3 separate regions of the Sus scrofa genome follow, and all the other regions are linked to region 1. The links are chromatin contacts, called in public HiChIP or PLAC-seq maps. All regions are on one chromosome and are shown on one strand. Each heading gives the region's core, a stretch centred on a gene start, on an enhancer-like site or on the middle of the called end of the contact. The rest is flanking DNA. Distances are from core to core; before and after follow the strand shown. Region 1 holds the start of RGS10 (regulator of G-protein signaling 10). Region 2 holds the start of FAM45A (protein FAM45A). Region 3 holds the start of MCMBP (minichromosome maintenance complex binding protein).

The links. HiChIP or PLAC-seq counts read pairs in DNA pulled down with a chosen protein or histone mark.
Region 2: a contact with region 1 is called in an H3K27ac HiChIP or PLAC-seq map of alveolar macrophages. The contact joins the promoter of FAM45A here to the promoter of RGS10 in region 1. A contact is called at or near these places in 1 of 5 promoter capture datasets (fetal liver) and 1 of 2 datasets of contacts at active chromatin or transcription factors (alveolar macrophages).
Region 3: a contact with region 1 is called in an H3K27ac HiChIP or PLAC-seq map of alveolar macrophages. The contact joins the promoter of MCMBP here to the promoter of RGS10 in region 1. A contact is called at or near these places in 2 of 2 datasets of contacts at active chromatin or transcription factors (alveolar macrophages and skeletal muscle).

What each region holds. Positions count from the first base shown.
Region 1 is chr14:129,421,402-129,426,048 of Sscrofa11.1, reverse strand. It overlaps RGS10 (regulator of G-protein signaling 10), which reads left to right and starts at 1,899. Exons shown (of 5, transcript XM_001927416.4): 1 at 1,899-2,458. The coding sequence starts at 2,410.
Region 2 is chr14:129,004,752-129,009,398 of Sscrofa11.1, reverse strand. FAM45A (protein FAM45A) reads right to left here and starts at 2,190. Exons shown (of 9, transcript XM_013983795.2): 1 at 2,044-2,190. It overlaps EIF3A (eukaryotic translation initiation factor 3 subunit A), which reads left to right and starts at 2,231. Exons shown (of 22, transcript XM_001928342.6): 1 at 2,231-2,474. The coding sequence starts at 2,426.
Region 3 is chr14:129,739,586-129,744,232 of Sscrofa11.1, reverse strand. MCMBP (minichromosome maintenance complex binding protein) reads left to right here and starts at 2,028. Exons shown (of 16, transcript NM_001243591.1): 1 at 2,028-2,296. The coding sequence starts at 2,239.

The DNA of each region.
Region 1 (4,647 bases), core at 650-3,149:
GTCCTTTTCTTGCTCAGACTGGCTACCAGTGTTTGTAAAGGTTTGAGATGAGCTACACAAAGTGAGTGATGCTATTTGGGTGGTAAGCATCTTTAGCCACCGCAAGCCACAGGCAGAACCTGAATCATGCGGGAGGGGTGTGTGTGTGTTTTCTTTTGGCAAGACTTAGGAACTGTGTGGTTCTGTACCTCGGTACTCAGGCTTTTGTGCAGTACATGTTGAAAACTGGCTTTTGGATCTTCAGACACTTGAAACAGGTATTTATAGCAGTTTCATGAGGACAGTCTTTTAGTGTCCTGAAACATTAAACCTTAATCGTGGGTCTTCATTCCTATACTCATTATCTGATATGCTAATGGGACAGTAAAAGTGATTTGAAGCTCTTCTATTTTCATTTCAGGAAAACCTGGCCCCTTCAGCTCAGGACAGATTCATAAGCATGTCCTAGGCGATGCCCGGTTTTATCAGGACACGGGGTGGACCTAGCAACATTCAGCTGTGCCTGACTTTTACCCATCGTGCCAGTGTCCTTATTTCCTGTGTTAAGATTACTTGTAATTTGGTCTCTGGAGACGTTTTCTGGGGAAGTGTGCTGCACAAAGTCCCTGGTTATTGCAATGAAACTGCAGCGACCTCATCTGGATCCAAGACTCTGCAGAGTTGAAAGGTCCTTCCTTTACAATGGATGAACCTGCAGCCTATAGTTTTAAGCATCACCCGTTCAGTCCCATTACAATGAGAGGAAGCTAGCAGGAGCCCAGCCCCAGAGGAGCCCAACAACAAGAGAAGCTTTTAAAATTGAACTTCGCAGCTGGGTTTTACTTTCCTGACCACAGTGGTCTCCTGGAGTTGCAGCTGAAAGCACCCCCCCCACACACACACCCCCCCTTCAGGAGTAAGAAAAGCCTCTCTATGCAGCAGAGGGGGCGCAGGGTGGGGGGGGTTAGAAATACTCTGAGGAAAGGCATACTTTGAGAGGGGAAGGGGAGGTAGGGAGAGAAATGAGAGGCAACCACAGAAGGCCAGGAATGGGCCGGGTGGGGTTGGGACTGAAGGGGTGGGTAAAGGGAGGAGGAAAAATTGGCGAATGGGAAGCTCAGAATAGCAGATATAAAAGAAAGTGCCAACTAGGGAAAATACTGAGAAAGGATGGGTGGAGGGGGATCGAGACTGGGTATAACGGTTGAGAAAAATAGCAATTAGTACAGCTAAAAATAAAGACCAATTTAGAGACAAAGCCAGATACACAAGGGGAAAAATAGGACTCGCCCGAAAGAATTTCTCACAAACCAAATCCTCAAGAAAATGGGGCTAATGACACCCCCTCTTGGTCTGTTTCGCAGAAGAAATGAGAATAGATTCGAGTAGAACTGGTGGCGCTGAGCAGGTGACTGGTGACAGAGGAGAAATCAGAAGTAGGGCGCAGCGCGGACCCTAGTGGTTCGTATTCCGGGCGTTGAGCTCAAAGGCCCTCCGGGAAGATGAGCCACGTGTCCCTAAACTTATTCCCTCCAGTCAGCTGGTGTGCGGGGCAGAGGCATCGCTCTGGGCTGGAACGTTAAGGGGTTCCTATAGAATTCCCTCGAGACCAGGGCTCTAGCGCCCAAGTTTCGGCACCCACGCAGCCCACCTGGAAGAGGGCGCGCCCACCCGCAGCAGCTCTGCTCGCTCTGCAGGTGGACACCGCCGCCCGGGTTTCGGCAGCGACGCCGCACTAGCTCTCGTGGCGGTGGGATGGCTCAGTGCCCACGGAGTCGCGGGACAGGCAAGCCTGGGGAGCAAGGATCCTAGATCACCGGGACAAGAAGAAGGCCGTTGGCCACGCCTAGGTTTTGCAGCACTTCAAGGCCTCGGCTTCCCGGTCTCTGAGCCGGGATGTGACCCCGGCCTGCCTCCCCGCCAAAGTGCAGGGAGTCAAAGAAGCACTGTGCTCCCGCGGTGCCGCTCCCGGTTCTCGTGGCTGCAGGGAGACGGCTGGGGGCCGGGCAGGGCGGGACTGCGGGCGTCTTCTCTGGCCAGCCCCGCGGGGCAGCGAGGGGTCCCTGGGACGCGCGAACCGCCTGGGCAGGGTTCCTAAGTCCTAGGCGGCGCAAACTCCTCCTGCGCTCGTGCGCACCATCCCGGGCGCTGAGCCGGATTCTGGTGTTTGGGAGTCACCCGTGCGCGCCCTGCCCGCCCAGGCACCCCGGGGCTGGACCGCGAGGCCTCAGCTGGGGTGGGCAGGGCGCAAGGAGCGCGCCACGCGGCGCCTGGCCGGGCGGAGGGCGGTGGGGCGGGGGCGCGCGCTCCGGGGCGGTCCTGAGCCGGCTCCTCCTCCTCCTCCTCGGCCTCCTCCTGCTCTTCGCCTTCCCCAGCTCAACCGCCCGCGCCGCCCGGCTGCTCCTCCTTCCTCCCCGGGGTGTCGCAGCGATGTTTAACCGCGCTGTGAGCCGGCTGAGCAGGAAGCGGCCGCCGTCAGGTAAGGGGCTCCATGGGTGGGGGACTGGGGTGCCCCCAGGGGCAGCAATGAGCCGCTCGAGCCGGCGATGCCGGTCCAGGGCATCCTTTCCTCCCGCCCGGGCGCGGCATCTTCTCCCAGCTCCGTCCAGCGTCTTTGCGGTTCCAGCCGCGGCGGGAGCACAGAGCCGCGAGAGGTGCGCCGGGGAGGAAGTTTGTCTAAAAAGAGGAACAGCAGCACTTTTCTTTTTAGTGAAGATCGGGGAGAAAAATGAGATCCAGAACACCCCCAAACTTTGAAGGTAGTATGGGATCTAGATTCTGAAAGCAGACCGTCACCGCCCCCGCCCCCCCATTTTTCTTGAGTTCTCTGTCTCTGCTGCAGGCGTTGGTGTGAATGATGCCTGTGCAGTGCCTGAGGAAGGCACGCCTGGACCCCGGGCATCCGGGCTGGGGCTGCCGAGCGCCTTCTGTTCTGGGCTGCGGAGCCGAAATGTGGGGTGAAGAAAGGGTGAACGCCAGGTGAAGGGCGTTCGCGCCCAGGCAAGGGGCCGACATTGCAAAGACTTCGGCTTGGCCATCCCTCTGGTCCAGCATTTGCAGTTCGCGCCCAGGCAAGAGCCGACTTTGCAAAGGGTTCGGCTTGGCGGTCACTCTGGTCCAGCCCGAGGACAATTTGGAGCGATTCGACAGGACAAAGAACCCACGGTGATGATGAAACCATGCCCTTGATTCCAACCATCTTACCCTTTTTGTTCATGATAACAGCTACGCCCTTTTGAGCGCTTAATGGGGACCACTCTCTGTGTTCACTCGGCTCTCGGTGAATTCTCTCTTCACTCTTAAGGGCAACCCAGTGAGATAGGTACTGTTCTCGCCCCTTTATGGAGAAGGGAACGAAGGGAAGCCAGGAGCTGTTAGGTAACTTGTCCCAAGTCACACTTAGGAAGTGATAGAGACTCTTTCAAACCCAGCTTGGCCCCACTCTGGAGGTGAGAGGTTTTTCTGTTGCCTTCCACCCCAGGAGTTGCTTCTGTATATACTCAGTGTGTACATGTTGGCTCATGAATTTTTGTCCCACTGAATATCATATTTTATGAGACACACAGTGGTTAAGAGAAAGGATGGAAGCTAAGTTGGGTGGATCCAAATCCCACCTCCACCACTTACTAGCTATGGAGCCTCCCTGTGCAAATAAGGATCCGCAAAATGGGAATAAAAGATCCCTCTTTAAACAGTTACAGCTGGTTTCCCATCTATCAAATGATGCATGTTATTGCACTTAATATTTAGAACCCTAATAAAGTAGGGTTTCCACCCTAATAAAATAGGATTTCATAGGGTTATTGTAAATTGCTTATATTTAGTCTTAGTGGTCATGTAAACATTTCTGTGTTGCCTGTGAGTCAAAGTATCCATGTGGGTCTTCGTATCAGCTACTCCCTATGGTTGGATATTTACAGGCCTATGGAGTGATGGTCAGAGTCTGGACTCTGAAAAACTCCTGCTTCCCACACTGACTATCATTCAGTGAACTTGGGGGCAAGTTACTTGACCTCTGAACCAATTGCTACATCATCAGGAAATTTGGGAGCTGGTTGCTAAACCATAGGTAGCTTGAAGTTGGCTGTCGGTGGCTATTTACACCACAAAAATCAGCAGATGCTAAAAATCAAGGTTCCCCCACTCCGCTGCCCAGGAGAGCTGGTTCACCAGCACACCTCTGCGTCAGTTTTACCGTCTTTAAACTGTTTCATAGAGTGATGGGATAAAACACAGAAAAGCATGTATATGAAGTTTTTAGTACAGTGTCTGGCATTACTGAGTAATGATTAGTTGTTATCTTTTCCATTTTTATTATAAATAGAGCTTCTGTGAACATCACTGCACAGGTGGCTTTTGAGTTGAAGTCTTCCAAACAAATCAACTGAATTATGGGATATGCATGGTTTGGGGGTGCATGGGCGCATGTTGTACGCCAGAAAGACTGGGGCTGTTTCAGTGGAGTGTACTGCTTTCAGGGTAACACATTTTAAGGCTGACGAAATGTGATTAGGTTGTGATAGAAAGATCGGTAGCTAAATATCATGGATTGGTAATGAATGCCTGGCTTCCAAGAGCCTGATGTTGTTAACGATTTTTAGGTTTAAAGTTTGTCCCCTGATGAGAAAGGACAAATAACCCCTTGCCAGTTTGGTCATCACCACCCAG
Region 2 (4,647 bases), core at 941-3,440, 420 kb after region 1:
CAGTTCCTACAGCTTCTTAGTCCTTATTGCTCAACCCTGCTATTGTTTTTTGAGAAGCACAGACATTGACAGATCTGAGCATTTTGGAGGGAGAATTCTCTGTTTTTTTTGTTTGTTTGTTTGTTTGTTTGTTTTTTGCTTTTTAGGGCCACACCAGTGGTATATGGAGGTTCCCAGCTAGGGGTTGAATCGGAGCCACAGCCACAGCCAAGCAGGATCCCCAACCCGCTGAGCAAGGCTAGGGATTGGACCCCCAACCTCATGGTTACCAGTCAAATTCATCTCCGTTGCGCCACAACAGGAACTCCCCTGAAATTAATTTTAAAATAAACTTTTTTTCAGAATTTGTAATTTTTTTAAATGTCTGCATTTCCCAACTTTTCTTTTTCTTGACAGGAAAGTAGGAATTTTTTTTTTTTTTTTTTTTTTGGTCTTTTTAGGACCACACCAGCAGCAATGTGGAGGTTCCCAGGCTAGGGGTCAAATAGGAGCTGTAGCTGCTGGCCTATGCAACAGCCACAGCAGCACGGGATCCGAGCTGCTGTCTTTGACCTACACCACAGCTCATGGCAACGTGGGATCCTTAACCTACCGAGCTAAGGCCAAGGGATCAAACCCTCGTCCTCATGGATGCTAGTCAGATTCATTTCTGCTGGGCCGCAAGGGGAACTCTGGAAAGTAGGGTTTATTGATGGGCATAAGGAGGACATGAGTGCAGGGCCCACCATTTGTCCAGGCGCCACCGTTAGGGATCTTTTGACCACAAAGCCATCCGGGATAAGCTGCTTTTCTGTCACCATGTTTTCAAATTTATCCTCATTATACTTAGTACATCTCCACTTCTTGGAGATGTGGCTCTTCTGGCGGCCAGCAAACTTGAACTTGGCCTTGCATAGGGATCCTTGTTCTGCAGCTTTGGTGCAGGTGGACATTATAACTTGAGCAATGTGGACCCTGGCCACTGTGCCCTGGGCTTTGCAAAGGCACTGGGGCATACCTGTCTGGAGCCTACATAGGGGACAGCATGCCTATCATGAATGTCCACTGGAAAGGGTTGTCTCCTATATCCCCTAGGGCAACCCAGACAAGCGACAAACTGCAGACATCACCTGGCAGGCTGCTGTTTGCAGCCACTGCACACAGGGCCCCAACAAAGAAAAGAGAAATTTTCTTTCTTCACAGTGATAAAGTTAAATAGAACAATCTTTTTTTATGAGGCAAAGGAATGCAGGGGAAATGCTTTCTGTGCGCAGGTACTGTAGTTTCCTCACTCCTTAATGTAGCACTCTCTCAATTCACATATCCCATCTATTATTACAAAATGCGTAATAAATTTGCAACAATTTATTCCACTGGTGCTTTCTGAATTTTTCTTCTGAACTCATCTTAATTTCACACAAGGCTTGAATGGTTAGCTTCAGTGTAAATGGCTTTCAAGTTCTACGTACAATGTTTTCACATTAAAATTATTAATCAATAATAAGACTGTAACAAAGGGCCTGTTATATATGGATTTTTTTCACTAACACTCATTTTTCCTACATGTGTTTACGATATGTGCTGAATATAAAGGCAACAACACTCGCATATATTTTCAAATATTTTGAGGGTCTGTTTTGCTGCAGGTCTTTTTGTCCCCTGTCAGACTGTTGTTAACAGTCTATTCCCATCCTTCAGGTCTCGGCTCAAAACTCGCCTTCTCTGAGGGACCAGGCAACCTCTGTGTCACCAGCTTTAAAATTTTACCTAGATATGAAATAAGATCGCTTATTTGTTTAGTTATTTATTACATCCCTCCTCATGCTAGTCTGCCATGTGACAGGTCACCACAATCTCCCAGTGGCAAGTATTGCTGGCCTAATATCTGCCCAACGTATTTTTGTTAAATGAACCAATCTGGCAATTAATGCAGCCAAGTCAGGCCATTCCCTAGGCAGAGCGACCTGACGGTAACTTCGAAAAACTTTGCATAAATCAAGTTAGGGACGACTCTATGCAGACACCTGCCTTCTCGCCAGCCAGAAGCTCTGACCCAACTCTCACCTTGCCCACTCCGATTTTCGCTCCAGGAGCGAAAGGCCTGACAACCGGCTCCCTAACGTTTCCCAGCGGAGTCCCGAAGAGGCGACGGAACTCAAGGACGCCTGCCATCGCCACGTCAGCGGGCACGCGTGACGCCAACGCGCCTGCGCGCGGGGAGAGGCGGTGCGTGCGCGGAGACCCGCCTCTACATCCGGGGCCTCGGCGGCGGCGGCGCCGCCGCGCGGGGGTCACGTGGCTTCTTCCTTTCCGTCTCTGGCCGGCTGGGCGCGGGCGACTGCTGGCGAGGCGCGTGGAGCCTCGCGCTGGTTCCCCTTCGTCTCCTCTCCCGGCCCGGGCCCCTAAGGAGTTCGCTAACGCCGGGTGAGCTGAGCCTGCCGCCAAGATGCCGGCCTACTTCCAGAGGCCGGAAAATGCCCTCAAACGCGCCAACGGTGAGTAGGGGATCGGGGCGCGCCGGGCTGGGGCGGCCCGAGGCCTGGGAGGTCGCGGGGCCGGGGACTGCTTCTCTCTGCTCTGCTGCCCGCCTGCAGCTGCACAGGAGGCCGATGCGGCCTGCCCGCCACCGACCCAGCCCGTGGTTGGGCATGTTGCCTCTTTCGCTCCAACCGACGTGGGGGTGAGAGGCGCGCAGCCCGGAACCGTCGCTGTGGGGACCCTACTTCCCCCCGCCGCCGTCTGGGCCGCAGCTCCTGGGACAGGCCTACCCGGGCCGGAGCTTCTCCCTTCCCGCCTCCGCTTGCCCTCCAGACCACGGGCTTTCTGCTGAGGCTCCGCGCCCCCGGCCGCCATCTGGGAGTGCCGGGGAGGAGGAAACATGGCTCCCTCCCGGGGACAATGCACGCGAGAACCTCGACTCCACCTCCCGTCCGGCCGGGAGCCGGCGGTCCCACCTCCGGCCCTCCCGCTGACACCTCCGGGCGCCCCCCCCCCCCCAATCTAGCGCCTCGCTCTTCTGGGTCAGGGTCCACGTCCCTTTCCCCTCTGGCCACTGTCTCCTCTTCGGGGACTCTGACCCATTTAACTGGTTTCCTGTGTTTTCTGGCATTGATTATTGGCAGTCAGCAGCTTACTTCGACTCTCAGAAGTTGGGACAGAGTTAATACTATGAGAGAGACTTCAAGTTCTCTCGTAAAGATAACGAAAGTGAGGCCTAGAGAGACAGATTTGTCCAAGGTCACTCTGGGAGTTAGTTGTTGAGCTTGGAGACCAAACCAAGGTTTCTTAACTTCCAGATCGGTCTTTTTTTCCCCACCATGGCACTGCTGCTTGCGATTTTTATTTCCGTTTGTGTACTTAAGCCACTGGAGCTTTTGGGAAACTTGTGTGTGTGCCGGTCTATTCAAGAGGCATTTATTACGTTGACGTTATGGAAGTGCAAATCTAATATACGTGCCTCTGGTCTTAAACAACTTTTATTATTATTTAGGGCTTATAAGTGTTAGTGTATCCATTGCTCATATTTTCACCTTTCCTCTACTCAAACAAGGGTTGGTTCTCATCTGTACTGGAGATGAATATACCGTGTCAGTCACAGTTTTATGCTTGCGAGCTTATTTTGTTAGTTTGAAAATCCTCTTATGAAAAGGTCAGTTTTAGTCTGTATACAATTATTACTACTGATAATCTGTCAGGGCTAGAGATCTCTTTGTCACATGCTTGTTATTTTAACCAGAAGTAACAATTTGGGGGAGACGTAACAGTCTGTGGAATAGGATAATGCCACATTCTGTGGAATAGTGTAATTGTTTTAAAAACCAATTATTAGAACAGGCAAGAAGTTTAAGGATGTTGATTAACTTGTAGGAAAGAAAATAGAGTGAAATGGAGATTTAACCCTACAAAATAAACTAGCAAAGTTTGGAAAAATTCTTTTGATGTTTTGAAATTTAGAGAATTATTATCAGGGTATACCAAATGGCTTTGGTGAAATTACCGCTGTAATTGCCATGGCAGATCTGTTTTATATGGTCTTTTGAATGCTTTACCAACAGGCATTTTTGCCTCAGGTTAATAGGCTGAAGCAGTGTAATCTCGATGGCCTAAATATACTACATATGATGTGTTCAGGCCTTGTTTCCTTCACTCTTCCCTTCTGAATCTTTAGGTGAATTTACTGTTTCAATAACTTACTTAAAATTAGAAGGGCTATATGATGTGTGACGTCTTAATCTTTTCAGAATTTGAGTTGAAATAGGTTTGGTTTATGAGGGACAGTTTGGAGAAAACATCTGAAATTAAAGTAGGCAAGATGAAAAAGGGACACTGGGATGGGGATGGGGATTTGAATTTTGTTAGTGTGGGTTTCGAAAAGGGTTGTATTGACTCCTTGCTGCAGCCCTTTTAAGGTGTAGGCCGGGTGCTTATGGTAGTGATGCCTTGCATTCAAGTCGTAGTTTCTGTATTTTCGATCTTGTGAACTAGAGCCCCCTTAGTGTGGCACTGCTTAACAACACTTTAAATAGGGTGATCAAAGCACATTTTATTCTAAGGGAAATATTCTCATTTTATCTATAACATTTGTAATCTCAATCACATTTAGAGCTCATCACATTACAATATCTTAATAAAATGTGAGTAAGTTTTAACTGTGGAATAGTCCTTCAC
Region 3 (4,647 bases), core at 779-3,278, 320 kb before region 1:
AAATTATTCACATTATAAGGTAATTGCGCTTTGGCAGGATCACAGTTGTCTAAGTAAAATCTGAGCAATTGTTGTTTATAAATTACTAAATACAGAAGGAGACACCAAAAGCTGAAGTGTTCCTAGCCACTGCTGAATTGGTATTCAGCTGCCATTTCATATAAAGTCAGTCTGAAATGGTTATAATTAAAAGCATGACATGCATTTAATTTGCATATTTCTGGCCAGGAAGCTAAACTAGGGGGTTTTTCCATTTAACACCAAGGTCCTGGCAATTGTCTCTGCTAAAGGAATGAATGAGTGAAATGGTGGTAATGCCAGATTTTAAACCATTTTCTCAGCTCACACAAACTCACAAGAGCCAGATGTATATAATACAGTAAGCCTATTACCATCATCCCTTGGTGTCCGTTGGGGTGAGTTGGTTCCAGGACCCCACGGGTATCTGCAGATGCTCAAGTCCATTATATAAAACGAATGTTCTGGGAGTTCCCGCTGTGGTGCAGTGGGTAGCAGCTCAGGTGGCTGTGGAGGCATGGGTTTGATCCCCAGCCCAGCACAGTCGTTTAAAGAACTAAAGTATCCAGGGATGCTGCAATGTAGGTTGCAGCTGTGGCTCAGATGCAATTCCTGGTCTGGGCGCTTCCATATGCCCCAGGTGCAGCCAGACAATTGGAAAAAAAAAAGAAAGAAAGAAAAAAAAGTTCTCTTTATGGCTTGGTGGGTTAAGGACCAAACATTGTCTCTGTGAGGATGTGGGTTTGCTCCAAGCCCTCACTCAGCGGTTAAGGATGGATGGGACATTGCTGCAAGCTACAGCGTGGGTCAAACAAGTAGCTCGGATCCGGTGCTGCTGCGGCATAGGCAGCAGCTGCAGCTCGGACTCAACCCCTAGACTGGGAACTTTCATAAAGGTGCAGCTGTTTAAAAAAAAAGTACTCTGCCCCCTGTATTTGCAAATTCCGCATCCTCAATTCAACCAACCTTGACCTCCCCAACCCCCACCCCACCAATGGGGAGAATAAATAGTTGAAGATGACAAATAAAAACACCCCCTTTGGCCCCTAAGAGGTCTTGAGATCTGAGCTCAGTTCTCCAGCTGCCCGCTTTCTGGGCTCCATTCAGATCCTTCCTCTCTTAACACGACCTGTTTTCAGCTGATGAGCAGGGTTTTCTCAGACCTATTCCAGGCCTAGGGGAAACTATTTCACTACAGAACTTGGGTATTTCCAAATTTCCTCATTCGAAGGTTACTGTTGACTTATCTTGTGTGTGCTACCACTGTCTGAGGGTATCCTGACACATTCTGCAGGAACCTCCCCAAAGCGCACTTTCCAGCTTCTAGGCAGGGTATATTTTCACAGTTATGAACTTGCCTCTCACTTAGGACCTAGTCCCTCTACAAGGCCTGAGATGGCAGCAAAGGGAGCTTGCAGACTTTCAAATTCCCCTATCTAAACACACACCTGCCTGGGGGGCTGAGACTTCATCTGAGGGCAAGTCACTGCATAGGGTTTTGGGCAGGGAACGAAAGAGAGTTGCCATCAGAAAAAAAAAAAAAAAAGAAAGGCAATTAGAGGAAGGTGGGCAGACACGAAAGGCTGCTTTATCCTCTAATTTTGCCCAGAGATAACTTTGAAGTCTCTTTGGGTTTGTGCTTTTGGACTGCTACAGCCTCCAAACCGTGCAAGGCCTCGCATCATGAAAAACGAACCGGACTTCGGGAGTCTCCCCCTTCGAGCTGGCAGCGAGAGACACCCAGCACCACTCGCCTTCAGCCCCCGACGCCAGGGTCGGAGCTCCGGAGGCCGCGCCTGCCCTTCCTTTCGCCCGTCTCCAAGATGGCGACCGCTCCGCCGCCGCGGCCCCGCCCCGGGCCGGCCGGCCCCCCGCCCAGTAGGCCGGCCCCGCCTTCCCGCCCGGGGCCGCGCAGCGCGCTCCCGCCGCCCCTCCCCGCGCGAGCTCCACCCAGGTCGCAGGCAGCGCGGTCGGCGGCGCCTATTTCCCGCCATTGTGCGAAGTGGAGGCTGGGGGCTCCGCACGCGGCGCCTGCCAGTAGCCGGCAGCTCCTCGGCTGCTGCTGCCACAGCCGCTGTTCTCTGAGGCGCCGGGAGGCCGAGCGGCCGGTGCCGCGAGGCTCACCCTGCGTGGGAGGGCGCGGGCGAGGAGCGGCCGAGCCCCCGAGGAGGAGCCGCGGCGCGGGACGCCGGGCCGCGCCGGCTCCGGCCCGTCGGCGAGATGCCCTGTGGGGAGGATTGGCTCAGCCACCCGCTGGGGATCGTGCAGGGCTTCTTCGGTGAGTGGCGGCCCCGGGGGCGGGCCGGGCGGGCCGCCGAGTTGACCGAGCCCCGGGCCCGGCCCCGCTGCGCGGCCCCACGCGGGGCCACCTCGAGGGCTCGCGCGGCCGAGACGGTCAGCCGGGCCTGCGCCGGTCCGCCTTAGACACCCCGGACCGCGGGCCGCGGCTTCCCGGGCCGGGCCGCAGGTGCCTCCCACCTGCCCGATTCGCGGTTCGCGAGCGGCCAAGGTTACGCGGCGAGGAGCTGGCGGCCGGCCGTGATTGACGGCCCGGCTTCCCTTGGTGGCACTGCTGGGGCCCTAGCCCGGCGGCAAAACTCGGACGGGTCCTTGAACCTTGGGGAGGGCTCGCAGAGATGGGGTGAAGGAAAAGCACTTTGCCTATGGGAAGCCTGCGGGGTATTTCAAAACTTCCGGTGTGTCGGGGGAGTGCTCGCTCGCTCGCTCGCAGCAGAAGTTGGCTCCAACTCCTGTATTACACACATCCTCGCGTTTCGAGATAAGATTTAGTGTAATAGCTTCATTTTTCTTTTGGGATGCCTTTAAAACCGCTTGGTCTCCATCTCCTCCTTGTGCCAGAGCTAGTAAGAAATGTTGAACTCCTTAAATGCGTTCCTACATAGAAAGAGCTCAGAATGTTGCAGACAGGCTTAGTAAATTTTAGTTGGAATTATCGTCAATGCCACTCTTCTGCTAGGGTCCACTAAGGAAAATTTAGGTTTGTTTGCCGTTACCTGGGCATTTTGGCCCTACTTTCCATGTCTTTTGCACTTAGGAGGGGTGGAGGCAAACCCAGCCAGCAATCACTGTTAGATCAGAACACCTGACTTGTCAGGAGGTAACAAAGTTGTAGGTAGAGTGGCCTTCATCACTTAAGGCATCGTGGGATATTAATGAGAATGCCTATTAAGAAGCTAAATTGTTTCCAGCAGCCGAAACTGAAGGCAGAAAATGTATGTATTCCTTGTGGGAAAGACTCACTCAGCAATTCTTTATTCATTTTCCTTATAGCTTGAACTAGTATAGCTATCTGGTTTCCTAGGCAGAAGCTAGAGGCAGCAAATTAGAAGGCCTGGGTTGGCATCTGGATTGTAGCTAATGAGGAGTGACAATCTGATAAAGAAGAAATTAAATCTGTATGTAGCTTAAATTAAAAAACAACAACAGTGTATATCCATCAAGGGTGCTTTTGAGGAAGGGGCATTTATCTCTACTATATACTGGTAATTGTTGTTTATAATGAGTATGGGAACTTATCATTGATTTCCAAAATAATGGCCCAGAATGTGGAGTAAAGATTAAATTGCAGGGAGTATCCATTGTGGTGAAGTGGAAACGAATCCAACTAGTATCCATGAGGATGTGGGTTTGATCCCTGGCCTTGCTCAGTGGGTCCAGGATTCAGTGAGAGCTGTGGTATAGGTCACCGACACAGCTCAGATCTGGCATGGCTGTGATGTAGGCATGGAGCTGCAGCTCCTATTCAACCCCTAGCCTGGGAACTTCCATATGCTGCAGGTGTGGCCCTAAAAAAGCCAAAAAAAAAAAAAAAAAAAAAAAATTGCGCAATTGGCTTAAGAGGATGCAGACTCATGGGTACTTATTCGGAAATGTCTTTCAAAAGTAAGTTTTTGTGGAGTTCCCATTGTGGCTCAGCCTTAACGAACCCTACTAGTATCCATGAGGTCTCCAGTTCCATCCCTGACCCTGCTCAGTGGGTTAAGGATCCAGTGTTGCCGTGAGCTCTGGTGTAGGCTGGCAGCTGCAGTTCTCATTTGACCGCTAGCCTGGGAACTTACATATGCTGTGGGGGTGTGGCCCTAAAAAGATGGAAAAAAAAATTTGTGAGAAATACCTCTACCCTAGTCTTGCTGGATAAATTAGATTATTTTATATTTGGTATAGATTCAAATGTATTTGTGTCAGATTTTATCCCCTATGTGTGTGATCCTAAGGGGGCATGTCACATTATAGTACAAAAAGGGTGTACTTTGGATATAAAATACTGGATTTACAGCATTTGTAAAGTTGGTGGGCTATTGTGGGAACCTGCACCTTGTTTTATGTGTTTGCTCTGGAATGTCTTATTCTCATACAGATTGTGTCTTACAGAGAAGAAACTAATACTGTCTTACAGTTGGGATGTTTCTCTGGAAGCTCTTCTGGCGTGTAGTATATATTTTTGCTCTATTTTCCCTACACTGTGCATATATTGAATATCTATAATAATAACAGCATTGCAGGTATGTTTGTGTGGGAAGTTAGGTGTTAAGCTTGTGGACTCTTTGATTTAGTAGGAAGTTGTTTTAAATCCGTTTTCCCCCAGATAGAAAAGGAAAGCTCATCTGT